2 separate regions of the Sus scrofa genome follow, and region 1 is linked to region 2. A link is a contact called in public promoter capture Hi-C data. All regions are on one chromosome and are shown on one strand. Each heading gives the region's core, a stretch centred on a gene start, on an enhancer-like site or on the middle of the called end of the contact. The rest is flanking DNA. Distances are from core to core; before and after follow the strand shown. Region 1 holds the start of GPBP1 (vasculin). Region 2 holds the start of DHX29 (ATP-dependent RNA helicase DHX29).

Region 1 (6,732 bases), core at 37-2,536, 1.7 Mb before region 2:
ATTTCTATTAAATCTACCAAAGGAAAACGAATAGAAAGGTGCAAAGCTACCGAGCATTAAGAAATGCAACTTAGCAAATGAGGGATATAAAGAGAAAGACGCTCCCTCCAAATCAGAATGTCTAAAAGAGGAGGCACATTTTCCCCACTCTAAGTAGAAAGGTAAGTGGCTGAGAAGTGGGGAAAGAACATTCCTTAAATTCGCCCGGGGGAGAGACTTACCCAGGCTTCTAAGGGCAGCAGCGAGATCTGAGGGTTCCCATTCCCTTGAATTAAGAAAACAGGTTTCTCCCAACACTGAAGAGGTGAAGGTACCGAGCCCTTCTCGTAAGCCACATTGAGAGGTTCTCCCCACGAACAGACTAGGTCCCCTCAGACCCCACAGGACTCCGAGGGGCAAGGGAGCGCTCGACTCGGTCCACAGCTAGTGCCACGGACCCGGAGAGGCGGGCAGAGCGGGCGCGCCGAGAAAACACCGAAGGCCACAACTCGGCCTCGACTCCCTCAGCCCTCCGAGAGCGGCAGCGGTGCAAAAGCAGGCGGGCGCATGCGAGAGGCCGGAGGAAGACCGAGCGAGGAAGGCGTCGGACCGGTTCCCAGCCTCCGCCAAACAACACCCCCCCCCCTTGAGCAGCCAAGGCTAAGCCACCCACCCCCTCCCCACAACCGCCACCTCCGCTCCACCCGGGCCGAGTCAATACCTAGAGGGGCCTCCCAGCACCGTCCTTCCCTCTCTCTCCTTGCTCTCCCGCCACCCCCCGCCCCCGCCCGTGGGCAGCCTCACACCTCGCGCCGCCAACGCCGCTCCCGACCCCTCAAACCTCAACGCCGACACAGACACCCCCTCCTCCCCAGACCCCGGCGCGGACCACAGAAGACGGTGTTACCTTCTGCCACACCAGAGGTGCCCCTGGCCTGGGGGTGCCGCTGCGCTCGATCCCGGGAGGAGGTTTTCGGTACTTTGAATAATCCCCTTTTGCCGCTTTTCCCTCCCCCACAACCAGTCTCAGTCCCAAAATGGCGCCGACCCGATCCGCAATGTTCTGGGCCAAGTCTCGCGAGATCGTGGAAGGTGGCGAGGCGGGGAAGGAACCGGAGGGGCTGAGGAGAAGGGAGGGGAAAGGCGGGGCGAGGAGAAGGAGGAGGGAAATAGGGTATGGAAGAAGCGGTGCTAACGAACCTACTGGGCGGGGCAGCAGGAGGAGCGCCTCTACCAGAGAACCTTCTGGCCCAAGCAACCGCTCACGCCCCGGCCAAAGAAGCTCCGCCCTCTACGTCGAGCGGCTGAGGGAGGGTGCAGAGGGCGTGGTTATGGCTAGGGGCGGGGCTTCACGGAGGTCCCGGAGGCAGGGGCGCGCGGGGGGCGGTGGCTCCGCACGGTGACGTCAGGAGCAGCTGGAGTCGGGGATTACCCCCTGCTGCTGACGTGAAGACTATGAACAATCGGGAACGTTCGGTGGAAGGGGGAATTCCCCGTTGCTCCCAAAGGAGCCCCTCCTTCCGCCCTTCCCCCGGTCCTGGGCGTCCCGGGAGCTTAAGACCTTGGGCCGCCGGGAAGGCGAAAGGGAAAGGCTGCTTCGGGAGGCGGCTGCACGGGCTCGAGTAGAGCGCGCCGCGGCGTTCTTCCGGGCTCCACGCTCGGAGGAGCGGCTGAGCGAGACGCGTCGGGTACCGAGCTGGGGCCTGGCGGATGGGGAGATCACATGCTCGCTTGTACACAGCCCTGCGCAGGCGGGCACCGGCTGGGTTGGCGCTGGTCTGTTCCGGCGCCCTCAAGCAGCCGATCCACTATCGAATGCAAATACGAGAGTGTGTCGGACATAATATATATGCGGGAGGTCGGTGACGAGACTCTCTCGTTGGGGCTAAGCCCAGATTCTCAAAGGATTAAAAATGGCTACGGGATGTAATCATGCTAACGTATGTTTTTCTATTAAATCTGCAATAGGGGAGAATTATTTTAGCAAGGTCTCGGTCCCATACAGCTTACACGATTTTGTGCTATGAAGTTTGTGGGCGTCAACGTTTTATGATTGCGATACCTTTTCGCCTTGTAACTGAAAGCTCATTTTGAAACCTGTGAAATTAGCCTTCCAAGAGGAAGTTTAGGAGTATGTGGGGGGAGGGTGTCTTGAGGGAAAATCCAGAAAATAAAAAATGCTTGGCTCTTCGCCCTCTTCCAAACCACAAAGGCTTCATACACGGAAACTTTATGATTCTTTTATATTCATTATGGGGTTTGTAGTTCAATGGACTGCCTCTAAAAGCTCCCTGAAAGAATGTGTGAATACAAACTCACCAAAAATTACACTTCTCAATCTTTTCGTCTTTGCGAAGGACATGGACCCTTGGCAATCAATAATATCTCGCTGTGTGCAAAGAAATGAGAACACTTGCTGGATGCCTTGTCTGTGCCAAGCACTTTCTTATATCAGTCTCTGAAGTGAGTGTTATTTTCCCCATTTTGCAGATGAGGAATCTGGTTCAGGTTACACAACATAGAAGTGGGAGCCACAACTAGGCTGTGCCAGACTTGAACTTCAGTCCGTTTGGGTCTTAATTTACGTTCTTTCCACCGTTCCACATTGCTTCCGTTGAAGTGACATGTATTGGGACAAGACCTGCTTCTGCTCCTGTTTCTAAGCATGATGTCAATTCAAAAAACTAAAGAAAATACTGATCACTTGAAAACAAATTTTTGCCTTCCTTATGGCAAAAGACAAAGTTGAAAATCAAATAGTGATATAGGGAAGCAATTGTAACATATATGACAGAAAAGTTAATATTTAATTATCTATCTCTGGCTGCTCTCAATATCTAACAATGTTTAATTTACATGATAAATATAACAAGAGGTCTTACAAATCTTTAAGGAACAGATAACTGTACCAACTCTCATTAAAAAGTCAAAAGGCAGAAGAAGCTGGTCATGTACGTGTCAGTATTTACATTAAAAAATGCTGTGCCTCACTAAAAATCAAAAAATGAAAATAAAATCAACTATATACTTCCTTTCATCTAGCAGATTAGCAAAGATTAAAAAAAAAGAAAACCAGGAGTTTCCCCCCGTGAACATCTTTTCATGTGAACTTTTTTTATATCTTTATAAATTGCTGGACATCTTTCCTATTTTTACTAATACAAATTCTAAGATGTAGAATAGTGGCTGATCTGTCTGGTTCATGCAAATGCCTATTCCTTATATCTTCATCTACGTTTTCTGCTTTTTATTATCTTTTAACTTTTGGCCATACTCGAGGCATATGGAAGTTTCTGGGCCAGGGATGGAACCCCAGCTGCATCTGGGCCCATGCTACATCTGCAGCAATGCTGGATCCTTAACCCACTGCACAATAATAGGAAAGATGTCCAACAATTTATAAAGATATCCACTGATAAACTACTAGCAATTATAAAAAATTGGAAACAACATAAATGCCTATAAATACAATGAGTAAATAATGGTACATCCATAGATGGAATATTAAGCCATTAAAAATGGTGATATATATTTAAATATCATACATAGTTATGTTTCTGAACTTAATATATGCCTCGTTATGTTTTTCAATTGAATTCTTGTCTGATCTAAAAACTGAGAACAACCAAAAAAAAAAAGGTAAGTGAGAGGAGTTCTCTGGTAGTCTAGTTGGTTAAGATTGAATGCTTTCATAGCTGCGGCCTAGGTTCCATCCCTGGTCTGAGAACTGTGATCCCACACTAAGCCGCTGCATATACTTCTTTGTTTAAAAAAAAAAAAAAAAAAAAAAAGTTCACATGAAAAGATATTTGTGGGGAGTTTCTGCTTTTGCACATTGGGTTAAGAATCTGACTGCAGTAGCGTGGGTCCCTGCAGAGGCATGAGTTTAGTTACTGGCTCCGTGCAGTGGGTTAAAGGATTGGGCATTGTCACAGCTGTTACTGGGATTCAATCCCTGGCCTGGGAAATTTCATATACTGTGGGTGTAGCCATTAAAAAAAAAAAAAAAAACGAAAGGTGTTCTTGGCATACCATTAAGAAAAATAAGAGGTAGATTATAAGGCTGTCCTTTTTTTTTGTATTCTAAAAAGTATGGATTGAAGGATAAAGTGTGACTGAATAGAAATGTTACCAATGCTTACTTATTTCCAGGTGGCAGACTAACAGAGGATCTTTATTTTATTCTTTATACCCGATCAGGGCCTATGTTACCTTTCTAATCATTATAAAAGAGCTAACTAAAAAATACAAGACCCTGTCTCCAACCAGTAACATGTTTTCCATTATTTTATTCAGTTAGTGAAATCTAAACAATCTAAACAATCACATGAGATTATTTTATCAATGAACATAACATTGTAGTAATTTGAGAGAACATTTTTGTCAGACATACCCACAGCATGCAGAAGTTCCCAGGGCCGCAGATTGAACACCTGCCACAGCTGTAATCAAAGCCACAGCAGCAACAACATGGTCCTTAACCCACTGAGCCACAGGGGAACTCCCAAGAGAACATTTTTTAAAAACTAATCCCTATGTAAGCAGTATTTTTAAAGTTTGATAATTCTTTCAATGATTTTATAAATATTAGTTATAAAGAGGTTAAGTAGCTTGCTCCAAAATATTGTTAGCCCAAGTATACAATGCTGTATATTTGGAAGTTCCAGGGCCAGGGATTGAATCCAAGCCACAGCTGTAGCCCATGCCAGATCCTTAACCCACTGTGCCAGGCAGGGGATCAATCCCATGCCTTAGCAGCAACCTGAGCTGCTACAGAGAAAACGCCAGATCCTCAAGTGGCTGCACCACAGCGGGAACTCCACTATTTATAAGTTAATGTTTGAAACTCAACTGCCCAAAAATCGGCAATGACTAGGGAGCAAAATAAAATACATGCATAGGAAACCTTGAATCATTCCAAACTATATCCAGTGTCTTTTCCGTGTTCACGTTGTACAATCCTATGCTTACCTCTGTGATTATCTACCCATTTCTGCCTCTACTTGGATCCTGGAACATGTCCAGGGTCTTCTTTAACATCCCCCTACACTACGAGATGGTAGTTGCCGGTTTTCTTGCCTGTCAGAGTAAGCATTCCATAAATATTTCCTGGATGAACGAAGGAGTGGTTAAAGAAAATAATAACATTTTGAAGGAGTCCCTTTGTGGTGAAGCAGGTTAAGGATCTGGCGTTCTCACTGCTGTGGTGTGGGTTCGATCCTGGCCCAGGAACCTCCATATGCCACAGGAAGGGCCAAAAAAAAAAAAAACACACTCTGCAAGAAATAAAAAGTCGTTTTTTCAGGTTATTTAACAAATGAAAAATGGTAGAGTATAATTTTAACTTAGAAAAATCTGTATCATCCTTAATCATGATGACAGTGATAAATTTGATAAATCTAATGTTCATTAATAACAATTTTTAAGAACATAAGTTGTGCTTATAGAAAATTTGACAGACACAGAAAGAGCATAGACAAATGAAAATCACCTGAATTTCCATGGTGGCTCAGGAGTTTAAGAATCCCTTGTTGTCACTGCTGTGGTTCATGTTGGATCCCTGGCCCCCAAACTTTCAGTTACCAGAGGCTCAGCCAAAAAAAAAAAGTGGAAAAAAAAGTGAAAATTGCTTATGATCCACCACCCATAAATGATGGCTCTTAAATATTAATGTGTTCCTTCTAAGTATTTGTTCTTTGCATGTTATATCTTTGTATCATGGTGTATATATAGCTTTGTATCTATTTTTTATTTCAAAATTTCCTGTATTTAAAATATTCTTCATTTTGTCTGTATTCCATTTTAAGAATTAATGGAACATTTGATTTCTTAATTTGAAACGTTTTATTTTTTATTCTTTGGTCTTTTTGCCTTTTCTAGGGCCACTCCCTCAGCATATGGAGGTTCCCAGGCTAGGGGTCTAATTGGAGCTGCTGCTGCTGGCCTATGCCAGAGCCACAGCAACGCAGGATCCAAGCCACATTTGCGACCTACACCACAGCTCACAGCAACGCCGGATCCTTAACCCACTGAGCAAGGCCAGGGATTGAACCCACAACCTCATGGTTCCTAGTCAGATTCCTTTCCGCTGCACCATGATGGGAACTACTTAATTTGATACATTTTATACCAGTCTTTATGAACTCATGATTTTAACACAATAAAGCTGATTACTATTCTTGAGCCACGTTTCCAACCTGCCTTCCAGTAGAAGAGTTTCCTTAACCTATTAAGTTTCACTCAATTTAATCCATGGTTATAGGAGTTCCCCTTGTGGCTCAGTGGAAATTAACCCAACTAGTACCCATGAGCATTCGGGTTCCGTCCCTGGCTTTGCTCAGAGGATTAAGGATCTGGCATTGTCGTGAGCTGTGGTGTAGGTCAAAGATGAGGCTTGAATATTGTGTTGCTGTGCCTGTGGTGTAATACAGCAGCTGCAGCTCTGATTCCACCCCTAGCCTGGGAACTTCCACATGCTGCAGATGCAGCCCTAAAAAAAAAAATCCGTGATTCTGAATTTAAATTTACCAAGCATTTTCCTCTTTTGATGAGTTTTTCAGTATGTAGATCTAAGTATTGGAGAATCGACCACTTTTTTTTTTTTTTTTTTTTGCTTTTTAGGGTGTCACCTGCAGCATATGGAAGTTCCCAGGCTAGGGGTTGAATCAGAGCTGTAGCTGCAGGCCTACACCACAGTCACAGCAACCCGGAATCAAAGCCATGTCTGTGACCACAGTTCATGGCAAAGCCGGA
Region 2 (6,678 bases), core at 2,856-5,355:
ATTAGTGGCATAAGGAAAAAATAAGGAGACTGCTGTAAAATAAAAAATTTAAGGGATACAACAAACAGTATATGGACTTTGTCTGGATCCTGATTCAAATAAACCATTTCCAAAAATATACCTTAGAGACAACAGGGAAAATCTCTCTCTGGATTGACTATTCAATGACATTAAAGATTTACTGTCAATTTTGTTGGATATAACAATGGTATGACAGCTATGTTGGAAAAGAAAATCATTATCCAAAAGAAATTCAAACTGAAATATTTAGGGAGAAGTAACATGATTAGCGGCACTTGATTTATAGGAAAAAAAAAAGTGGGGTACGCAGACTGACCATGACCTGATATAACTGAAGCTGAACTATTTGAACATGGAGTTTTTCATATTATTCTCTTAGATAATTCTCATATTACAAGGTTTTGGTTTTTTTTTTTAAAGCATCCAGTTGGCATACAGTGTTTTGTTTTTTTTTTTTTGTTTTGTTTTGTCTTTTGTCTTTTTAGGGACACACCTGCGGCATATGGAAGTTCCCAAGCTAGGGGTTGTGTCCAAGCTGCACCTGCCAGTCTATGCCACAGCAAAGCCAGATCAGAGCTATGCTGCAACTTGCAGCAATGCCAGATCCTTAACCCATCGCATGAGGCCAGGGATCGAACCCACAACTTCATGGATACTAGTCAGGTTCTTAACCTGCTAAGCCATCATGGGATCTCCTGGTCTAGAATATTAAATTCACAGGACAAGATCCTCTGAAGTCCCATGATTTGCCCTCTTGTGTTATACAAATTGAATGGAAATCTTGCCATACACAGTGATCATTAATACAAATAATTATGGTACTATGACAGTTGGAATCAGGCAAATTGGATTTTTCCCTAAAAATACCTAGAAGTCTAGGCCTAGCTAGAAGTCTTTATAGTAAATGAAGTCCCTCAAATTACTCATGTTCTATATTTTCTTGTTTCCCTTCTCTAACATTCACGTTTCCTAATAAAATTTGGAAGGTTGTGGAATCAGCTTACCCTAAGACACTGCAAAGTGAACTTTAACCTAGCAAATTTAAAGCAGTGTACCTGCCACAGTGGGAAATTACTTTATAACATCACAGTTGCCCATCAAACTACAGCAATCATTAATTATTCCTATTCAGAAAAAAAAAATAATCTGTCCTTTCTCATTTTCCCTGAGTTCTCCAAAACTGCTACACCCTCTAATTCAATGACAGAGAAAGACTATTTTTCTTCTTTGTTCCATTCTTACTTGACATTTCCCACTCCTGACTGTTCTGCTCTTTCTCTAATCTCTATGTTATGTGTGGGAAAATTATACTTTCCCACAGGAACCTCCACTTCAAGTAGTACTAATTCAAAATAACATCCAAATATATACCTTCAGTGCCAGTATTGCTCCAAACCTAGATTAAAATTGCCCAAGGGACACTCCCAACATTGGCATACTACTATCATTTCACTTTGTCTCAGGTCAAATTAATTTCCAAATCAAAATCTCTTCTAAATTTCCCTATTTTTCTTTTCCTTGACATCTAAATTCAAAATCTCTTTTGACCACCTTTCTATTATTCTCCTTAATAAGGCCTAGCAATTTTTTCCTTCACATTTTATGTCTTTCCTTCTTTCTGACACCTCCTGAGATGAGGTCCTTACAATCTTGTAATTAGATAACTGAAATACTTCCTAATTTACTATCAGTGTCTTTCCTCTTTCAACACACTGACAAGCATTACCAAGTTAATTTTCCTAAACTATCACTCTTTCCAGCCTCCAAGTTAGGAAAAAAACACATGTTCACTTGGGTTTTAAAAATGAAATCAAGGAGTTCCCGTCGTGGTTCAGTGGTTAACGAATCCGACTAGTAACCATGAGGTTGCAGGTTCGCTCTCTGGCCTTGCTCAGTGGGTTAACGATCCGGCGTTGCCGTAAGCTGTGGTGTAGGTTGCAGACGCATCTCGGATCCCGAGTTGCTGTGGCTGTGGGCTTCGTCCGGTGGCTACAGCTCCAATTGGACCCCTAGCCTGGGAACCTTCATATGCCGCGGAAGTGGCCTGAGAAATGACAAAAAAAAAGAAATCAAGGAGTTCCCACCTTGGCGCAGCAGAAACGAACCCGACTAAGAACCATGAGTTGTAGGTTTAATCCCTGACCTTGCTAAGTGGGTTAAGGATCCGGTGTTGCGTGAGCTGTGGCGTAGGTCGCAGACGCGGCTCGGATCTGGCGTTACTGTGGCTCTGGCATAGGCCGGCAGCTGTAGCTCCGATTAGTGCCCTAGCCTGGGAACCTCCATATGCCGCTGGTGTGGCCCTAAAAAGACAAAAGACAGAGAGGAAAAAAAAGAAAGAAAGAAAAAGAAATCAAAACTCATCTGCTTGCTACTCAAGGCTCTTCATAACCCCAAACCGATTTATTTTCAGCCTTATATCTTGTAGTCCCTAAGCAAACACTCCTTCTAGCCCAATTTGTGCTACTAAAAAAGAAAAAAAAAAATCGTAATCAATAAAGAATCATTTCCTCAAACCCAGAATAGTATCTTGTATAGAAGGGTCTCTGGACATCACAAATAGGTATCTCGTTCCTGAAGTTGTGGATTTTTTTTTTTTTTTTTTTTGGTGCCATTTCTTGGGCCGCTCCCGCGGCATATGGAGGTTCCCAGGCTAGGGGTCCAATTGGAGCTGTAGCCACCGGCCTACAGCCACAGCAACGCGGGATCCAAGCTGCGTCTGCAACCTACACCACAGCTCACCGCAACGCCGGATCCTTAACCCACCGGGGGGGTGGGTCGAACCCGCAAACCTCATGGTTTCTAGTCAGATTCGTTAACCACTGAGCCACGACGGGAACTCCTCTTTCCTTAAGTTTTATTGCACTTAACTATATGTACAGCTCATTGTAGTTCAAGCTCCTACTAACTGTAAGGTATGTATCTGTTCTACCTCCTTACCTCGACTAAAAATTCCCTAAGAGCAAAATCATGTCTAACGTAGCATCTCTTAGGAATCTCCCTCAAGATCAAGAGTAAACTTTATTCATTATTAATGAGTTACCTTACTTTAATTCAAGCTTCGAGGACCAGTAAATTTTAATATTTTTCTTAATAAAATCCAAGAAAGCCAGCATTTGAGAATCTACCATGTGCTAAAAGCACCGTTAGGCGCTTTAAACATATCGCATTTAACCCTCACAAAACCCCTAGTGGTTGGCCCTATCATCTCATGATGAGCAAGAACATTACTAATTTCTCTCTTATGTTGTTATTTGCCCCTTCCGCTCCAAGTCAATCCAAGTCACATTATCGAAACTCCCTACCCCTTCACTCAATTCGTTTCTCGAATATTAAAGGCTCTGGGCCCAGTACTGTGCCGGTGCTAGGAGTACAGAAGCTAAGGAACAGCTTACAGCTTACCTGTCCTCACGACCCCACAGCGCAGACAGGTGTAGGTAGTCACGCCAACGCGGGGGTAAAGGAAATGCAGCGGAACGCTGTCTGCGGCCGCCCGGGAAGGCCAAAACCCGCGCCTCCCAAAACCAACTTTCCTCCCCCACTTCCAACATTTCTCTCAACCCCCTTCACTTCCCGACGCTGCTAACGTACACCCACTTTCTCGTGGTCTTCAAGAGTGTCCGATTTTCTTCCCTCAGCGCTGAGAGGGAAAAAAAGACATCTCGGACATCTTCCTTACCCGGCCTTTTCTGCAGACCCTGGTGGCCCCTTCCATTTCCCCTTCTCCTTCTCCTTGTCTTTTTTGGTTCCGGGCGCAGTGGTCGAGTCGTCCTCAAACACGCTGAAGAGCTCATCCCCGAAAGCGTCCGCCATCTTTCGGAGTTGTGAGACCAAATCTCGCTCTTACCCACGATGCCCCGCAACCGCGCCGACGGTGACGCCAAGGGAAGCCGCAACAGGGGCCCGTAGGAGACAAAATTAGTTGAGTCGCACAGCCCTCAAGGCTTCTTTTTTCCCTTTTGGACCTTTTTTCCCTCTTTGGACCTTTCTTTTCCTTTCCAACCACTAGCGGACGCGCATCTCCGAAGCTGAAGTGGCAGCGCGGCGGCGGTTCCCGGCCCGCAGCTGATCCCTAAAGGGGCGGAGAGGAGGCGGGACCTTGGGGAATCGGGCCAATTGAGAAGCAGCGGTCGTTCCGGCCGGAGGAGCCCGGATGGAGGACGCAAGGTGGCGGCGTGGGACTGGGGGAATGTGAACAAACCTTGGAGGCGGTGCGGGAGTGGTATCGGGATCAGACCAGAGCTGTGATTCTGCCACTGCTGCAACATGGGCGGCAAGAACAAGAAACACAAGGCTCCGGGTGCCGCGGCGGTCCGGGCCGCCGTGTCTGCTTCCAGAGCCAAATCCGCCGAGGCCGGAGCTGCGGTGGAGGCCCAAAACAAGAAGCCTGTGGCCAGACAGCCCCCCGCCGCTGCTGCCAGCAACAGGGAGCCCCGAGTAAAGCAAGGTATGAGCTGTCGGGCGCCAGGATCTGGCCCTAGGGGGAAGCCTTCGCACCTGGGCGAACCCTTGGTCTCAAAATTTCTGTCTTCCGCAGCCACAGTTGCTGGCTCCGTATCAGGCAGCCTTGTTTTAGATCAGTGTAAGCTGTTAGGGCCTCCAGAGTTCCGACGGTAGCGCCCCCCAACCTAACCTCCACTTTTTCTAATTCTGTGAACTAAGTAAAAATTGCATTAGCTCCCGTTTCATCAGCGATCAGTCTTGAGCCATCATCTAAACTAGCGACTCGCATGCAGAGAATACTGTCTGGAGTTATTAACCTCCTGGAGCCAGACCCATTTATTTACCTCCTCCTCAACCTCTTCAGCCACGATGTAGTGTTTCCACGTGCTATGTAAAAATCAGTACTTAATAAGAATTGCAGCACTTGCACACCGAATATGGATATAACCTGTTGTAAAATTATCAGCGATCTTTACCACAGCATTGCATTTTTGCTTATTGTGCCATTTGATTTGATAACTCAACTTGGAGATTGCCGGTTCTGGCTGCAGATCAGCAGGCCACTATTACAGCTGATTTCAAAAGATAAACAGTTATACACTATTTTGTTCTGCTTAGCTTGTCTTAGTTCTTATTGAAATGTTTAGCCAACAAATATTTATTTAAAACCTACTTTGTATCTGGCACGATGTTAGGGATGGGATGAGCAAAATAGGCAATCTCTCCCGGAGCTTGCCCGTCTAATGGCGGACACAGACCTGAAGTAATCGCACAGACATCGTTCTATAAGTGCCACAAAGAAAAGCTAAGTAAGAGAATTTAACAGGGTAACCCAGTTTTTACTGAGGAGGAGGAGGGATCATTCACGGTCTCTTTGAGAAAGTGACTGTTAAGCTAAGATCCAAAGGGTGAATAGGTGTAAACTCTATAAAGAAGGGGGGAAATAGTATTCCCGGCAGAGATAAGGAAAACGGTGTGCAGAGATCTTGAGTCAGAAAAGAGCATTGGCCTTTGAGATCTCAGAATGTAAGCATTGTCTAAGGAGAAGATGAGACTGAAGTAGGCAGGTAACAAACTTTCACCTAGAAGGTGGATAATAATCTGTGCTCTGCAATTTACTGTAACTTTTTAACTACAAAGTTATGCCTGCAATTACAGATACAAAAAATTTCTCCTTGTGTATTCTGCGGCGTTTTTATTCTGAGTCAGCCTCTTTCTGACTTCCTTTGTCTTTCCTGATATTCCTCTGAATTCTTTGAACTTTCTCATAGCCATTTATTGTATTCTTTGGTTTCCCATTCCCCCAGCCCCCAAAAGTGACCGTTACCGAAGTGTCATTCTGTGACAGTATGCTTTCCTCTTTACAGACCTTCTATGAGAGTTTATCTACTTCCATTACTTCTTCTGTCTTTTCCTTTGTAGATGACTCCTCAAGCAACATGTCCAATCCTGGTCTCTATTCCAAGCTCAAGTCAGCCATTTCTACATTTATTTGGACACTATTTTGCAAGCATCTCAAATTTAACATGGCTAATACTAAACTACACTTCCCAGCCCGCCCCCACCCCTACTCCCACCCCCAGTAGCTTCTCCTCTGACTTCTTTCTCTTTTTACATATTCCTCTTTATCCCATGTCAATAGTTATTTTTTTGTGCCTTTCTTTCTTTTCACATCCAATGTGTTGTCAAGCTCTGTGCAGTCTTTGCATATCTTACATGTATACCCTTTTCACTTTTGATTTATACTGCTCACACTTCAGTCAAGACACTCATGAATTTCTGGAGTACCAACACAGCCTTCTAAAGAGCTAGCTGTGCTTTTTTCCTCCTCCAGTCTGTCCCACATAAGGTGTCAGATTGATCTTTCAAAACCACTTCTTTTGGGAGAGGGAGTGGAATGGACTGGGAATTTGGGGTTAATAGATGCAAACTGTTGCCTTCTGTTGCCTTTGAAATGGATAAGCAATGAGATCCTGCTGTTTAGCACTGGAAACTATTTCTAGTCACTTATGATGGAGCATGATAATGTGAGAAAAAAGAATGTATACATGTATGTGTGACTGGGTCACCTTGCTATACAGTAGAAAATTGACAACACTGTAAACCAGCTATAATGGAAAAATTAAAGATCATTGTAAAATTATAAGAAATCGTTAAATTAAAAAAAAACACTTCTTTGATCATATCACTTCCCAGTCTTTTCTACATCATCCTCAC

The links. Promoter capture Hi-C pulls out the DNA fragments that hold promoters and counts their contacts.
Region 1: a promoter capture Hi-C map of liver shows a contact between it and region 2, with 9 times the contacts expected there. The contact joins the promoter of GPBP1 here to the promoter of DHX29 in region 2. A contact is called at or near these places in 1 of 5 promoter capture datasets (liver), 1 of 47 Hi-C or Micro-C datasets (heart right ventricle) and 2 of 2 datasets of contacts at active chromatin or transcription factors (alveolar macrophages and skeletal muscle).

Annotation. Positions count from the first base shown.
Region 1 is chr16:36,211,789-36,218,520 of Sscrofa11.1, reverse strand. It overlaps GPBP1 (vasculin), which reads right to left and starts at 1,286. Exons shown (of 13, transcript XM_005672465.3): 1 at 887-1,286.
Region 2 is chr16:34,475,660-34,482,337 of Sscrofa11.1, reverse strand. DHX29 (ATP-dependent RNA helicase DHX29) reads left to right here and starts at 4,105. Exons shown (of 27, transcript XM_013984775.2): 1 at 4,105-4,465. The coding sequence starts at 4,285. SKIV2L2 (superkiller viralicidic activity 2-like 2) reads right to left here and starts at 4,111. Exons shown (of 27, transcript XM_003133964.6): 1 at 3,698-4,111. The coding sequence starts at 3,831.